Regions from separate parts of the Mus musculus genome. Here regions 2, 3, 4 and 5 are each linked to region 1. A link is a contact called in public HiChIP or PLAC-seq and promoter capture Hi-C data. All regions are on one chromosome and are shown on one strand. The core of a region is the stretch at or near the end of the contact, and the rest is flanking DNA. Distances in the headings are between cores, read along the strand shown. Region 1 holds the start of Slc29a4 (solute carrier family 29 (nucleoside transporters), member 4). Region 2 has its middle 22 kb from the start of Actb. Region 3 holds the start of Papolb (poly (A) polymerase beta (testis specific)). Region 4 overlaps Fbxl18 (F-box and leucine-rich repeat protein 18). Region 5 overlaps Gm52793 (a long non-coding RNA gene).

Region 1 (2,719 bases), core at 89-2,588:
GGGTAGAACCAAGCAGGCTTCCACGAAGAAGTGGGAATGCAGGCAAGAGGAGGGGTATCCAGACAAATGCATCTCTCTGTGCCTCGGTCCTGAAGACTCCTGGCCCCCATTAACAGGTCCCAGTTTGTAAGGACTTAGGGTACTGTTCCCACTTAATTCCTGGTCTTATCTTTATGGCCCCCATGGGGCATGTGGCCAGGACCAGGGTCAGAATAGGCCCTACTGAAGCAATCAGTGCCAGCCCCAGATTGTCGCAGATCACCTAGAGCTCCAGGAGACTAAGCCTGGCAAGAATCGTGAAGGGACTGAGAAGTGAGGACGGCCAGCTAAGACACCAAACCTTCCTGTATGCTAGACTGTCAGATACTGTAACCTGAGAGTGGAGAGAAGTGGGCAAAGACAAGTGGAGTGTGAATGGGTAGAGGCAGCGCTTATGCTGAAAGCCACGGTCCAGCATAGGATGAGTCCACGCCGTCGGGGAGTGGTAGTGTGGGGGAAACAAGCATGGGAGTGGGAGGCGGGGCAGAGAGGCAGGGCTGGTGTGAAGGCTGTGGGAGGGGCCATGGGGGCGTGGCACAGGGAAGTGATGGGGCGGAGCTAGCAGGTAGTGAATAAGAAGTCATGTATGAGGGCTAGAGGTGAGGCCAGGTAGGTGGGACGAAGTGGGCCCAGAGGAGGAGAGTGGAGCATGTGGGAATAATGGGGGTGGAACTAGGCAAATGAAGTAGGAGCAGGGGAAGAGGGGGATGGAAGAAGGGCCCAGCACGCATCAAGGGAAGCGGGGAAGGAATAGGGGTGAAGAAAGAATAGAGGTGAGGCTAGGGCCAGCGGAGAGGAAGGCAGGGAAAGGGGGCAGGCTCTGTGGTCTGGGTTGGGGCTGGCTAAGGGCACAGAAGGAACGAGGGTGAAGACAGCAAAGAGGCTTGGGGGCATTAGAGTGGGCAGTTCAGAGGCGGAGCCAGAGGCGGGGTCATATAGAGTGAGTGGAGCATAGGTAAAGAAAATGGGGCGGGGAATATGGTAAAGACTGGGTAGGGCCAGGGGCGGAGAGCGCAGGTAGAGATTGGGCGGAGTGTATAGGAGAGAAAGAGGGGTTTAGGGGCGGATTTATACAGAGTGGATGTAGCGTGGGCAGGGAGACTGGGAGACTGAGTGGCCGTAGGCCCCACTGGAGGCCGGACCTGGGTGGAGCCCTGTGGAGTGGGCGGGGTGTGAGGGGCGGGGCCACGAGGGTGGGCGGGGCATCTGGATGGTGAAAAGTGTGGTTGGAGGCGGGACTTGGGCGGAGTCACGCGGTGGGCGGAGCTAGGAGGGCGGAGCTAGGAGGGCGGGCGGGGCGTGGGCCGGGCTAGCTCGCTGCAGCTGCTGCGCCCCCAGCACGCGCTCACGGACCCGGGCCCGCGGACCGGGACACCGAGCAGGACGCCCGCCGCGCCCGGTCCCAAGCCTCGAGAAGCGGGGCACAGCGCAAAGGGTCCGGGCGCGGGCGGCAGGCAGGCAGCGAGGATCCCAGCCTGGGGCCGCCCGAGGTGAGTGTCGCCACGGAGGTGGCAGGGAGACGCCGGCGGGGACCTGTCGGAGCCTTTGTCTGCGGCGCGCGGCCCCAGTCGCGCCGCCTCTCCCTTCCGCCCTCCCAGGCACCGGATGGTTGCCGCACCCCTTGTCCGGGGAGGATGGGTACCCTCGCACAGTGCAAGATCCCCTGCATCCGAGCTGCGAGGGCGGGACGCAGGCTCTAGAAGGGGACAGACGCGGGTGGCCTTGGCCGAGCCGGATCACGGCATTATGTCCTCCCTTGGTCACACCTCAGGGGACCTTGCACCTGAAGTTCCTTCCGGACCCATCTCCTTCCATCACGCCCTTCTGCCCAGCCAGCTTCCTTCTAGTTTTGAAAAAGGTTATGACAGAGGCGGGGCCTGGGCACTGGGTCACGACCTCCGAGTTGCCCCTGAAGTCTCTCTTTGCTGGTGGCCCTGTGGGCCGGGGTCCAAGTTTGATACTGCTAGTGCTTCCTGCGGAAGAAACATCAAGGTCTGCTAGTGTCCGGACTGTGCAGGAACCTAAAGCATGGAGAGAGATGGGCCTGGGCTACCCCTCTGCCCTGCGGGCATCCCAGGCCTTGACCAGTCTGTGGCATTGATGTTACAGTCATCTGTCCCCTGGCACTCAGAGGAGCTGCCCAAAGTAGCTCAAAACCCACAATCCTGCAGCGGGGAGTGGAGCCTTAGGATGCTGAGGGAGACTCCCTAAACAACGTCTGGGCACGGGACAGGGGCATCCAAGGGCATCTTAGTAAACAAGACTTGTGGCTGGAGCCAGAAGTTCAAGGCCCGAGGAGGTTGAGCAGGCTGGCTTTCCAAGTGAAATGTAATTTTTCTGCCTCTTCTGCCGACTGCACATGTGGGGCAAGCAGCCTGAGAGACAATCCCTACAGCATCTGAGAGAGGCCAGTGGTGGTCAGCCGGGTCAGGGTTCAGTTAGAGCTGTCTGGCTGTGGGTTTGGCCCTCCTCTGCCTTTTTGGTTATCTCTTCTTCAGACTGGTGTTGTGTGCCTAGTTTTACAGGACTACTGAGAGCTCGGAGCCCTCTTTGACCCACAGGGTACTTAGGGGTGGCTTGCATCACTATTAAAACGCCAAGTGTGCGTAGCTAAATTTTTCCTAGCAACCACCCAGTCCCTCTTTGTGAAGTACTCTCTCACCCTCTAGGTGGGTGTTTG
Region 2 (2,719 bases), core at 138-2,637, 230 kb after region 1:
ATGAGATGTGGGACTCAGACCCTCAGCGCAGGGTAGCGTAAACCGGATATGACGATACCTGTCAGTAATGCCAGCATTTGGAAGGTGAAGGCAGAAGGACCAGAAATTAGTGGTCATCCTTGCCTCCATAGGGAGGCAGAGGGAAGCCTGGGCTATGTGAAACCCAATCTCAAAAACAAATGACTGATAGGGGCTGGAGAGGTGGCTCAGTGGTTAGGAGCACTTGCTGATCTCACAGGGGTCCTGTGTTTGACTCCCAGCACCCATGTCTGGTGGCTCCCAACTGCCTGTGACTCTAATTCCAGGGGATCCTATATGTCTGGCTCCCATGGGCACCAACAGTTACATGCACATACCCACCTACAAACACACACTCATACACATAGTCAAACAAAATGAATTGCCAGATGTGCACCACCACTCCATGCCACACACCTTTGCTATAGATGTCTGTGAGTTCTAGGCCAGCCAGGTCTACACAATGAGACCCTATATCACTCCAAAACCACTAAATAAATAAATCAATAAATCTTAGCTAGGAGTGTGTGTGGCACAGGGCTTTAATCCCAGCACTCAGGGAGACAGAGGCAAACAGATCTCTGTGATTTCAAAGCTAGCCAAGAATATACAGTGAGACTTTGTCTAATATAATAATAATAATAATAATAATAATAAAGAGAATGCCATGCAAATAGCTGTTGTTGGTTATTGTTGGTTTTTTTGGTTTTGAGAGAGTTTCAGTAGGTAGCCCTGGTTGTCCTGGAACTCACTATGACCAGGCTGGCTTCGAACTCACAGAGATCTGCCTGCCAATGCCTCTCCAGTTGCTGGAAGGTCAGTGTCACCATGCCAGGCCATAAATACAATTTTTTTTATTACGTATCTTCATCAATGACATTTCCAATGCTATCCCAAAAGTCCCCCATAAATACAATTTTTAAAAAAGAAGAAAAGAAAAAGCAAGGCTGTGGCTACAGCCTGGTGGAATGTTCTAGGCCCTAGGTTCAATTCTCTAAAGAAGCTCTGTCCTGCCTCCCTCCCCACCCGCCTTGGGAATGTCAGTCATCCAACCAGGCCAAGGGGCTGGAGAGCTGGGGCCCTTGGCTGTCCTTTGGCCTCAAGTACTATGCAGGACCCTGAGCCGCTCTCCATCTAAGCTCAGAGCCTCAGTTTCCATTTCTGTACTTCAAGGAGGGAGGGGCCTGGCCTGCAGATGGGGAGAGCGGTGCACAGCTGGGTTTGTAGTGGGAACTGGGGTTTGGCAGGGTTGGGGGGCTGGGGTGTCCCCTCCCTCTGATCCCCGCCCGCGGCCGCTGCCCACGAGTCGTCCATAAAAGGCAAGGAGCGCAAGTCGCGCCAAACTTAGTCATGCGGCGGCGGCCGGCGGCTGCCCGCGCGACTTCCTCCGCCGACTTCCCGTTTCGAGAGCGAAGCCCGCAGGGGATGTGAGGTGTGGTCCTGCCTTTCGAAATGGCTCCGATTCCCCTAAGGGGATCCGCGGTGCCGGCGCCCTGCAGAGGGGACCGCTAAGGGTCCGCGGGCACACACCCGGGCTTGTGTTTGAGAAAGTGGGGATGGGGTGGGGGTTGGGTGAAGGCAGGGAATCTCAGATAGCCCAGGCTAGCCTGCCTTAGCCTCGGAGTGCTGGAATCTCAAGAGTAAGCCATTACTTTGGGCTTAGGAATGCATGAAGGGCTTCCAGAAGGCACAGCTGTTACCCTGGAGCTGGGAGGGAGCTTGGATAAAGAGGTTAGGAGAGCATTGTTTGTTGGTGTTGGAGCAAGTACCTCATCCGTGCTAGCCCAGTGCTCCCCCTCTGAATGTTCTAGACTGTATTTCTTTGAAATAAGATCTTGTGTAGGTCGTCAGGCTGGCCTTGAACCCTTTCTTTCTTGTTTTTTTTTTTTTTTTTTTTTTGAGACGGGGTTTCACTATGTAGCTTTGGCTGGTTTAGAACTCACTCTGTAAACCAGGCTGGCTTCAAACTCAGAAATCTACCTGCTTCTGGAGCGCTGGCATAAACAGTATACAGCTGGGCCTTGAAGTCATTCTGCAGTCTCCACCTTCCAAGAGCCACATAAACCAGGCAGGCCTCTGGCTGCCTCTGCCTCCCGAGTACTGGAATTAAAGCTCTGCCCCATAATGCATGACTTATTTTATTATTTTCTTAACCATTTATATTGAGACAGGATTTCAATATGTTGCCCAGGCTGGCCCGAACCTGTTCTGTATCCAGGTAGGCACTGACCTGTTTGGATTTTTGGATTTTTAAAAAAAATATTCGGGCTGGTGAGATGGCTCAGTTGGTAAGAGTACCCGACTGCTCTTCCAAAGGTCCAGAGTTCAAATCCCAGCAACCACATGGTGGCTCACAACCATCTGTAACGAGATCTGACACCCTCTTCTGGAGTGTCTGAAGACAGCTACAGTGTACTTTACATATAATAAATAAATAAATCTTTTAAAAAAAAATATTAATTTTTAATGGGCATGGGTGTTTTTGTCTATATGAGTGTCTGTGTACCAGGTGCAGACGGTGCCTTCGAGGCCAGAAGAAGGCACTCGAGCTGGAGCTACAGACAGTTGTGAGCCACCATGGGGATGCTGGGAATTGAATGCTGTCAGTGCTTTTAGCTGGGGAAGAAACAGTTGGTCTGTGGGCACCATGCTTGTATTCCTTCAGATCTGTACTTTTCCATAGATTGGAAATGTCTTACCT
Region 3 (2,719 bases), core at 112-2,611, 170 kb before region 1:
CACTCTAAATGTTGTTTCTCTGTTGGCGCACTTGCCAGAAGTACAATATAATGCTTGTATTTTTGAAAAAAGCTTGGAGCTTCAAAAAGTTTGGACCATTCTGCCTTATTCAGCAGAATTTCATGTGTGATAGCAAGTCCTTGTTTAAACTCCTCAATCATGACCATCCTGGTCGAAACAGACACATTGTACGTGGAGTTCTGCTGTGGGTATGCTGGTGTAATTATAGGCATAAGATGGTACCTGTCACTAGGATTCACTCTTGGGTCCCATACAGGCAAGTTAAGATTTCGTTCTTCTGGTTCTTTTAACAACACTGGATTTGGCCATTCCCACTCAGAAAACACCAAGAAAAATTTTCGCACAAGAGTGGATGCTATTGCATTTGGGTAAAGCTGGCAAGTTCTTGCTACTAGCATAGCCCAGGAAACACCTCCAAGGAAACCCAATATATTGGAATAGATGTTGTGGCATTTGGCCCATAATTTGATGGCTCTCAGTGTTAACCTGAAGCTGTCAATGTTTGGTACTAGATGTAAAATCTCATCAGTTACCCGGCAACCGTTAAGGCTTCTTATGCACCTAATATCTAAATTTTTAAGCAGACTATCATCTCGTAGGTCCAAATCTTCTGGAATAGTCTGCAATGCTAATCTTGCAAACAAAATATCAATCTCTATTCCATCAAAACACAGTTTGATAACCGGCACAAAGGCCTCCTCAACAGCTCTTAAATCTTTTACTTCCTCTTGTAGTTTCAATTTGTCATAGAAGGAGGTGAAAAAGTCATTTCGATCCACGTGTCTTGGTGCAACGCACAAAGCATCGATATCTGCACCTTTCGTGTGTACTCCTAATCGGTAAGAGCCGAACGTAAAAATTTTCCCCCCAACATTCTCAATTACAGCTTGTGGAAGATTCCTGCTTTCACTGATTTCTCGGATCCATTCCTTCACCAGATTATTTAATTTCTGCAAAATTAAAATCCTGCGCTGCAGTTCCTCTTCCTCTTCAAACACCCCGAAGGGCTGGAGGGTCTCGATCAGCTTCTGGGTGAGTTCGCGGTCTGTGTCCTTGGGGGCGGCCAGGCTGATGGGGGACGATATGCCGAACTGCTTCGGGGCGGGAGCCGGTTGTTGTGCTCCTTGGGTGGTCACCGCAAATGGCATCATCTCTAGCTCCCGCGCCGCCAGGGCACCTGCCCCGCCACCGCGACCTCGACGGCCTCTGCTCGGCTCATGATCCGAAGGCGCGAGGGGCGGGCTCCTGCCGGCCGGCCCTGTCGGCCCCCGCTCCGCTCCGAGCCCGCCGCCTCAAGCGCTTCCCCTGGTATCCCTCCGGGCCAACATGGCGCCGGGCTCCTCAGCGGTCGCGTTCCAGAACCGACGGCACACGCACGCACCGGCCGATGCCGCTGCCGCTCTCACGAGATTGGAGGAAATTCTCGCGCTAGAAGGCTTCCGGAAGAGCTCCATCCCGGCCCGGCCTGCCCGGTTCTGAGAAGTCTCTCTTGAGGGACAATGCACTGTCCTCTATCCCCAAGCAGGTTCCAGAGGATGCTCCAGCTAGGCCCAGGGCGACAGTGGTGCTCTCATCAGGCCTGGTGTCACTTCTTGGGGTGGCTTCTACTTTCCCTGGCTCCTGCTGAGAAGTTACCATCAAGCCAAAACTATGGCCCTTTCGTCGTCTTCTGCCAGCCCATACTCAGATTTCTGTTCTCAGTATCCCACAGTTCCACTGCTGTGTGCGTGCGTGCAAGGTGAATATACTCAATTTACAAGGGCGCGCTGGATTTCCTGCATCAGAGCAAGAAGTCCTTTTTATTTTGTGGCCTCTAGAAGATTCCCACGCCTATGCTTGGAATATGCTCTTCCCGACATTCTCTTTGTTCTCTTCGTTTGGATACAGGATAAACCTTCCCATTCTTCCCGTGCTCCAGATCTGTGCTTGTTCCTGGGTGACGCCAGATCTCCCACTTCTCCATTCTCACTTAAGTTATATATAGTGTGCAGTTGAAGCACCACTGAAGTGCACTCTTTGCTTTTGTGGTATTGGGATCCAAGCGCCTCACACACTACCACTGAGAGAACCAACTTACATATTCTTTTAAATACTTACCTTTGTGTTACTGGTAGCATAATTGTTCCAGTTTCACTCCTGTTGCTGACAAAAAAAAAAACAAACGAAAACACAACTTAGGGGTAAAGGGTTTATTTGGCTTACAATTCCAGGTTACCGTCAGTTACAGGGAAGGTGAGAAGAACTTAAGATATCTAGCCACATCACACTCAGTCAAGAGCAGTGAGAACAAATGTACCCATGCCTGCTTCCTGTCATCCATCTATCTATTTCTCCTGTTTATACAGTCCAGGGTCCCTTGCCTAAGGACGGGAATGCCCACAATGGGCTGGATCTCCTGTGTAAATGAACACTCAGGACAGTCCCCTACAGACACACCCACAAGTCTACTGGATCTAGGTAATTCCTCATTAAGAATCTCTTCCCAGGGCTGGAAAGGTGGCTCAGAAGAAGGATGGGAGGAGGAGAAGGCACCACTGTTGCTTTTCCAGGATAGGAGATTGGTTCCCTATGATACCTCTGGCCTCTGATGGCACATGCTTACACATAATTAAAACTTGGAAACTTGGAAAACCTTTTTTTTTCAAGACAGGGTTTCTCTGTATAGCCCTGGCTGTCCTGGAACTCACTTTGTAGACCA
Region 4 (2,719 bases), core at 78-2,577, 180 kb after region 1:
ACAGCAGCAGGCAAGGCAACCATGCATCAGGTAGACCAGCACAAGTTTCTAGGGAAGATGGGAAACTGGACCGGTGCGGTGCAGAGATGTGTGGGCACTGGGTAAAGCGGAACTCTGATAGTCCCTGCTCACCAGCCTGGGAGGCCACTAACCCCCAAGGTCCACCAGGAACCTCTGTCACTGAGTCTGGACCCCAGGAGCTGAATTCAGACCTCATATGAGGCCAAAGAAGCCCAAATAGGGGAAGGACTTGCAGAAGAACACAGCCCCACATCCAGTGGGCTGCATGGTGCAACAGGAGAGAAAAGGAGCTGGCATGGGGACACACGCAGCTCATCCTGGTACTGGGGAGGGTTGAGATGTCAATGCCCAGAATGGCACCAAGAAGCAGGAAACCCCAAGGCTGAGACGTGGCTCAGCCAGCAGACTATTTGCCTGACGCTTCCGGGCCCCAGCATGGCATAAATCTAACGTGGCAGTGTATGCCTGTAACGACAAGACCTGAGAAGTAGCGAGCGGGCATCAGAAGGTTACGTTTATTCTGATTATTCTTCTCCGTGTTAGTGGCTAGTCTGGGCTACTTGAGACTCAAAAGAGAGAGACAGACAGACAGGCAGACACAGGACACAAAACCTGAAGGACAAATGTAGTCACCACACTGTGCAGGCATTAGACACAGGCAACCTAAATACAGATACATCCTGTGAGGTGGGAGAAGCCAAATCCAACCCCACAACATGAAGCCCCCGAGCCAGTTAAGGAAGGTGAGAAAGATGCAACTCAACTGCCCAGGGACCTGAGGCACGAGTACAGCCTGGCACGGGGACAGACACGAAGCATAATCCTGCCAGGAACCGACAGTGCAGTGCAGGGAGGAAGGGACCCCAGTCTTGCTGGCTGAGAGCTCCATCTACCCTGCTGGGTGAGGTGCTAGGAGGATTGTGGCTGAGGCAGGAGGATTGCCACAAATTTAAGGCCAGCCTGGGCTACTCCAAAAGTGCTCTATACCTATAACTTCAGCACTCAGGAGATGGAGGCGGGAGGATACGGAGGGGAAGGTCGTGTCCAGCATCACAGTGGGCTCAAGGGCAGCCTGAGCTACAAAAACCCTGTCTAAAAAAAGTTCTTAAGCTAAGCAAACAAAAGAAGCTTCAGGAAAGACGACAGACAGTACGGTTACTTTTCACAGACACCCTGGGCACCGGGTGGCTGGCTGCCAAGAGCAACACTGCCACCTGCTGGACGCCTGCAGCTCAGCGCCCTGCACAGCTGGGCAGACTGTAAGACCCAGAAAGGCTGCTGTCACCGTGGGGGAGGGGTGTACAGCAGAGCCACCACCCTGCAGATGGCAAGGCGGCAGCAGAGGCCTCCACAGAACAGCCTCTCTGCCAGTCTCTAGGGCCTTGCCCAGCCCCGAGGCTGCCAGCAATAGCAGAGAGGAAGGCTTTGTGCTGGCCTGGGTCAGGCCTCAGCGTCTGCCCTGAGGGTTTCTTCAGACCAGCCACTCTCTCTTTACTTACACTGTCTTAAGACAGGGTCTCATGTAGCCCAGGCTAGCCTCAAACTTGTTATGTAGTAGAGGACTTGAATCCTGCCTCCATCAGCAAGTGCTAGGATCATAAGCATGTGCTAACACATCTGTGGTACTACAGAGACTGAGATCTGTTTATGTATGTATGTATGTATGTATGTATGTATGTGCATGTAATGTGAGCTCACATAAGCTTATATGCCTCACATCTACACAGTTGCCCAAAGTGGCCAGGAGAGGCTATCTTGGCTGTCTTGGAACTTGACCTGTAGACCAGGCTAGCCTCTGCCTCTGGCGTGTTGGCATGTCCCAGCTGCAGTAAGATGACTTCTGAGTCATCTCTCCAGCCCCATGTTGTAAGAACTGACCCAGGGCTTAGTGTCAGCTGGGCAAGCACTCTACCAACTACGCTAAACTCCCAGCCCCTTACTTGCTTGTTGAAATGGCCTTGCTTATAGGCCAAGCTTGCCTTGAATTCACCAAGTATTCCAAATTCCCAGTTCTGCCTCAGCTTCTGAATTGCCGGGAGTCCAGCCTTTACAAGGATGAAGGAAGGAAGGGTCAAGAAGTCTTTCTTGGGCCCACATCAGACACAGTAAACTCAAACTTTGGCTTCTAGACTCCAGGATAAACTCTGTACCTGAGGCTAGCCCTAACTCCTGGGCTCTTTCTGTCTCAGCCTTCCATGGCTGAGACCAGAGACTATCCATGGGAACTAGTCCCCTGCAGCAGGCCAGGCCCTCTGATCATGCTGCTAGAATCTGGTGCTCCATCTCCTCAAAGTCGGTAACGGGCTGAGGACACTGAGTCCTGGGGACAGCAGTACTGTCTGAGACCTCCCGGTCAGCTGCCAGGCCTTGCCACTCACCTCCGGAGGAGCGACTGCTGCAGGCTCTTGCAGGTGGTAAGGGATTCTCCGGTGAACATGTGACACATGACGACCTGCAGGCAACGGGCCATAAAGGCCAGCACGGCATCTGGCTGCAGGGTGCCGCTGCGAGATACCAGGCACAGGCGCTGCAGAGACGAGCACTGGCCCAGTGCCTGGAAGAACTGAGCGTTGGCGTTGAAGTAGGGCTGCTCCAACCTGCAGAGAGATGGGTGTGAGCTCTAGGGACTTGACTCCAGGGATGAGTGAGGCTAGCCACTGCCTACAGACCTGCCAGCTCAAGGCTATCACATCCCATC
Region 5 (2,719 bases), core at 95-2,594, 160 kb after region 1:
CAGAAGAGGGCGCTGGATCCCCAAAGAGCTAAACAGCGCTGATGGTGAGCCACTATGTGGGAACTGAACCCACATCCCTTGAAGAAGCATCCAGTGCCTTTAATTAATAAGCCATCTCTCCAGCTCCCTTGGTTTTGTTTTTGGTGTGTGTGTGTGTGTGTGTGTATACATATGTGTGTTCACATGAGTGTAGTTTCCTGTGGAGGCCAGAAGAGGGTGCTGAATCCCCTGGACCTAGGGTTACAGATGGGTGGGCAAGCACTTTACCAACCGAGCATCAAATCAAACCTTTGAGCTAGGCTTTCTGTATTTTGCAAACAAATGTATCTTGATGCAGGGGTCCGGAGTTGATGCAGAGATTCCAGGCAGCAAACAGAACACCTCAGGAGTCAGGTGGGACCAGTGTCAGGTAGAGGTGAGTTGTATTTCACACTTTTATTATTATGTTAAGTGAATTTGTGCGCTCGTGTGTGTGTGTGTGTGTGTGTGTGTGTGTGTGTGTGTGTGTGTGTGTGTGTGTAGGGGTATGTCTGTCCATATGTGGGCACATGCCTGCCACAGAATGTGTGTGGAGAGCTGGGCGGTAGTGGCACATACCTTCAATCTCAGCGCTGCAGGGGCAGAGGCAGGTGGATCTCAGTGAGTTCAAGGCCAGCCTGGTCTACAGGGTGAGTCTTAGGCCAGCCAGGGCTACAAAAAGAAACTCTGTCTCCAAAACAGAACAAAACAAAACAAAGAGAATGTGTTTAGGGGTCAGAAAAAGAGTTCTCCTTCTTCCACTCTGTGGGTCCTGAGGTTCAAACTCAGGTTACCATGCTTGGCAGCAATCACCTTTACCTGCTAAGCCATCTTACTAGCCCCCCAGGCTGCATCTTATTTATTTATCCACTCATTCATTTTTATGACAGGGCTTCATATTTAGCCTGGGCTGGCCCAGAAATTCAGAATTCACTACGTCGTAGACCAGGTTGCCCTTGAACTCACAAGAGGTCCACCTGTTTCTGCCTCTGACACGCTGAGGTTAAAAGCCTGCACCATCCCATGCTATTCAAGCTCTGGACCTGCAGTGCCAGGGTGGAGTGGCCAGGAGAAAGGTTAGGGGTCAGAAGGAGCAGAGGGACACACGGTGGGAGCCTTGAGCCTCACTCCTCGGATCTCTAGGTTCCCAGCCTGGTAGAATGCCATCCCAGATGTACCTGGCTGGCCAGGACCCAGCCTTCCCTAATGGGGATAGGTTCCCCCTCCCCTGAAATGGCAGAGCCTCTATCTGAGTGTGTCACCACATGCACTGCCAGCTTGCTCGCTGCCACCAGAGCCTCGCTGGAAAGTCGCCCGCAAATTGAAAGAGATTTCTTTCCAGCAGACAGCGCTCTGGCAGATTGAGGCTTTATCTTGCCCATGCAGAGGGAGCGAGCCCTGCTCATTTCGGTTTTCCTACAATTAAAAACACCCAAAGCTCTAAATCACAAACTGGAGAACAGGTGGGGCCTTCAGGGTTTTCTCCGCAGTTTGATAAAGAGGCGCTGGTTGCCAGAGCAACGGAGCGAGGCGCGTTCTGGGGAGAGGGGCCCTAGACGCCTAGTGTGTTCTGTTGGCTCTCGGGAGGAAAACAGCTTCCCCCGGCCTTGCTCCACCCAGTAGGTTGTTGCTCATGGTGTTTGCGGTCCAAGAGAAGAGCCTGAGTGTGGGAAGACGGTGAAGCCCCGCTTATTCTTAAGAGTTTTCTCATTTTATAATAAATATATGTTCGTTCGCTAAAAAAAAAAAAATGACAGACAAGGTATGGCGGTGTTGGGAATCTCAGCGTCTGGAAAGCAGAGACAGGAGGGTCTCTGTGAGTTTTAGGCTAGTCAGGGCTACATAGTGAGTCCTCAGAGAGAGAGAGCAGAGACAGAGACAGACAGACAGACAGATACAGAGAGAGAGAGGTCTTTCTGAGCATAAGCATGTAATGCCAGCACTAAAGAAGCTGAGGCAGGAAGATCTGAAGTTCAAGGTCAGCCTGAAGGTCAGCCTGGGCTACATAACAAGATCCTGTCACAAAGAAACAAAAGTGGAATAGATTTACAGTTCTCATGGTATGGACTGACAGCAACTCTCATCTGACAAGGGCCAGTCCACCATCCTTGCATAAACCTCCAGCCTCTCAGGCCCCAAACCCTGCTTGCCGCCTCCCCCCCCTCTCCCCCCCCCTCTCCCCCCCTTCTTTTTCTTTAAATTTATTTGCTTGTTTGTTTGTTTGTTTGTGTCTGTGTCTGCAACTGCTGGATTTATTGGTGTCCAAACCCAGAACTTTGTGCATGCTAGAAAAGCACTCTATTGCTGAGCCATGACCCCAGCCCCTCACTGGGGGAGTCTAGGCAGGGGTTCTACCACTGAGCCACACCCCAGCCCCTCACTGGGGGATTCTAGGCAGGGGCTCTACCACTGAGCCACGCCCCAGCCCCTCACTGGGGGACTCTAGGCAGGGGCTCCACCACTGAGTCACACCTCCAGCCCCTCACTGGGGGATTTTAGGCAGGGGCTCTACCACTGAGTCACACCTCAGCCCCTCACTGAGGGATTCTAGGCAGGGGCTCTACCACTGAGTCACACCTCCAGCCCCTCACTGGGGGATTTTAGGCAAACTCACCACAGCTGAGCTACATTTCTATCCTTAACCTTCTAAAATAATTGTGATACAATACGCACACTGCTTCTCATCTTCAAGTGCATGTGG

Evidence for each region. Promoter capture Hi-C pulls out the DNA fragments that hold promoters and counts their contacts. HiChIP or PLAC-seq counts read pairs in DNA pulled down with a chosen protein or histone mark. Capture Hi-C pulls out chosen DNA fragments and counts their contacts.
Region 2: an H3K27ac HiChIP or PLAC-seq map of embryonic stem cells shows a contact between it and region 1, with 5 read pairs. The contact joins the enhancer-like site here to the promoter of Slc29a4 in region 1. A contact is called at or near these places in 1 of 39 promoter capture datasets (the SN4741 cell line), 1 of 15 datasets of contacts at CTCF or cohesin (large pre-B cells), 2 of 484 Hi-C or Micro-C datasets (differentiating embryonic stem cells and myocytes), 3 of 115 datasets of contacts at active chromatin or transcription factors (embryonic stem cells and pancreatic cancer cells) and 2 of 9 other capture datasets (liver and pancreatic islet).
Region 3: a promoter capture Hi-C map of adipose tissue shows a contact between it and region 1. The contact joins the promoter of Papolb here to the promoter of Slc29a4 in region 1. A contact is called at or near these places in 6 of 39 promoter capture datasets (the HPC-7 cell line, HPC-7-derived erythroid cells, frontonasal cranial neural crest and 4 more), 1 of 15 datasets of contacts at CTCF or cohesin (pro-B cells), 2 of 484 Hi-C or Micro-C datasets (embryonic stem cells and epidermal suprabasal cells), 3 of 115 datasets of contacts at active chromatin or transcription factors (embryonic forebrain and embryonic stem cells) and 4 of 9 other capture datasets (adipose tissue, embryonic stem cells, liver and 1 more).
Region 4: a promoter capture Hi-C map of hippocampal neurons shows a contact between it and region 1, with 2.4 times the contacts expected there. The contact joins the enhancer-like site here to the promoter of Slc29a4 in region 1. A contact is called at or near these places in 11 of 39 promoter capture datasets (the 3T3-L1 cell line, the C10 cell line, HPC-7-derived erythroid cells and 5 more), 2 of 15 datasets of contacts at CTCF or cohesin (embryonic stem cells and large pre-B cells), 4 of 484 Hi-C or Micro-C datasets (CD8 T cells, the G1E-ER4 cell line, bone marrow-derived macrophages and 1 more), 11 of 115 datasets of contacts at active chromatin or transcription factors (T-cell acute lymphoblastic leukemia, craniofacial prominence, embryonic basal ganglia and 4 more) and 5 of 9 other capture datasets (adipose tissue, embryonic stem cells, liver and 2 more).
Region 5: a contact with region 1 is called in an H3K4me3 HiChIP or PLAC-seq map of embryonic forebrain, with 3 times the contacts expected there. The contact joins the enhancer-like site here to the promoter of Slc29a4 in region 1. A contact is called at or near these places in 7 of 39 promoter capture datasets (the C10 cell line, HPC-7-derived erythroid cells, cranial neural crest and 3 more), 3 of 15 datasets of contacts at CTCF or cohesin (embryonic stem cells and large pre-B cells), 18 of 484 Hi-C or Micro-C datasets (CD8 T cells, bone marrow-derived macrophages, embryonic stem cells and 2 more), 14 of 115 datasets of contacts at active chromatin or transcription factors (craniofacial prominence, embryonic basal ganglia, embryonic forebrain and 6 more) and 4 of 9 other capture datasets (adipose tissue, embryonic stem cells, liver and 1 more).

The regions. Positions count from the first base shown.
Region 1 is chr5:142,700,763-142,703,481 of GRCm38.p6, forward strand. It overlaps Slc29a4 (solute carrier family 29 (nucleoside transporters), member 4), which reads left to right and starts at 1,339. Exons shown (of 11, transcript NM_146257.2): 1 at 1,339-1,529.
Region 2 is chr5:142,927,859-142,930,577 of GRCm38.p6, forward strand. No RefSeq gene overlaps it. Among named protein-coding and RNA genes, the nearest start is that of Actb, 22 kb to the left of the region's middle. Within about 2 kb of position 1,388, at least 285 of the 459 cell types and tissues checked have an H3K27ac peak or open chromatin away from gene starts, as enhancers often do. A contact at or near this core is called in the SN4741 cell line, differentiating embryonic stem cells, embryonic stem cells and 3 more, where this site is marked.
Region 3 is chr5:142,528,715-142,531,433 of GRCm38.p6, forward strand. Papolb (poly (A) polymerase beta (testis specific)) reads right to left here and starts at 1,362. Exons shown (of 1, transcript NM_019943.2): 1 at 1-1,362. The coding sequence starts at 1,172. All of the region lies in intron 2 of Radil (Ras association and DIL domains), which reads right to left.
Region 4 is chr5:142,876,259-142,878,977 of GRCm38.p6, forward strand. It overlaps Fbxl18 (F-box and leucine-rich repeat protein 18), which reads right to left. Exons shown (of 5, transcript NM_001033312.3): 4 at 2,400-2,618. Among named protein-coding and RNA genes, the nearest start is that of Fbxl18, 18 kb to the right of the region's middle. Within about 2 kb of position 1,328, at least 59 of the 459 cell types and tissues checked have an H3K27ac peak or open chromatin away from gene starts, as enhancers often do. A contact at or near this core is called in T-cell acute lymphoblastic leukemia, hippocampal neurons and pancreatic cancer cells, where this site is marked.
Region 5 is chr5:142,856,592-142,859,310 of GRCm38.p6, forward strand. Gm52793 (a long non-coding RNA gene) reads left to right here. Exons shown (of 3, transcript XR_003955824.1): 2 at 338-415. Among named protein-coding and RNA genes, the nearest start is that of Gm52793, 3.7 kb to the left of the region's middle. Within about 2 kb of position 1,345, at least 28 of the 459 cell types and tissues checked have an H3K27ac peak or open chromatin away from gene starts, as enhancers often do. A contact at or near this core is called in embryonic forebrain, forebrain and pancreatic islet, where this site is marked.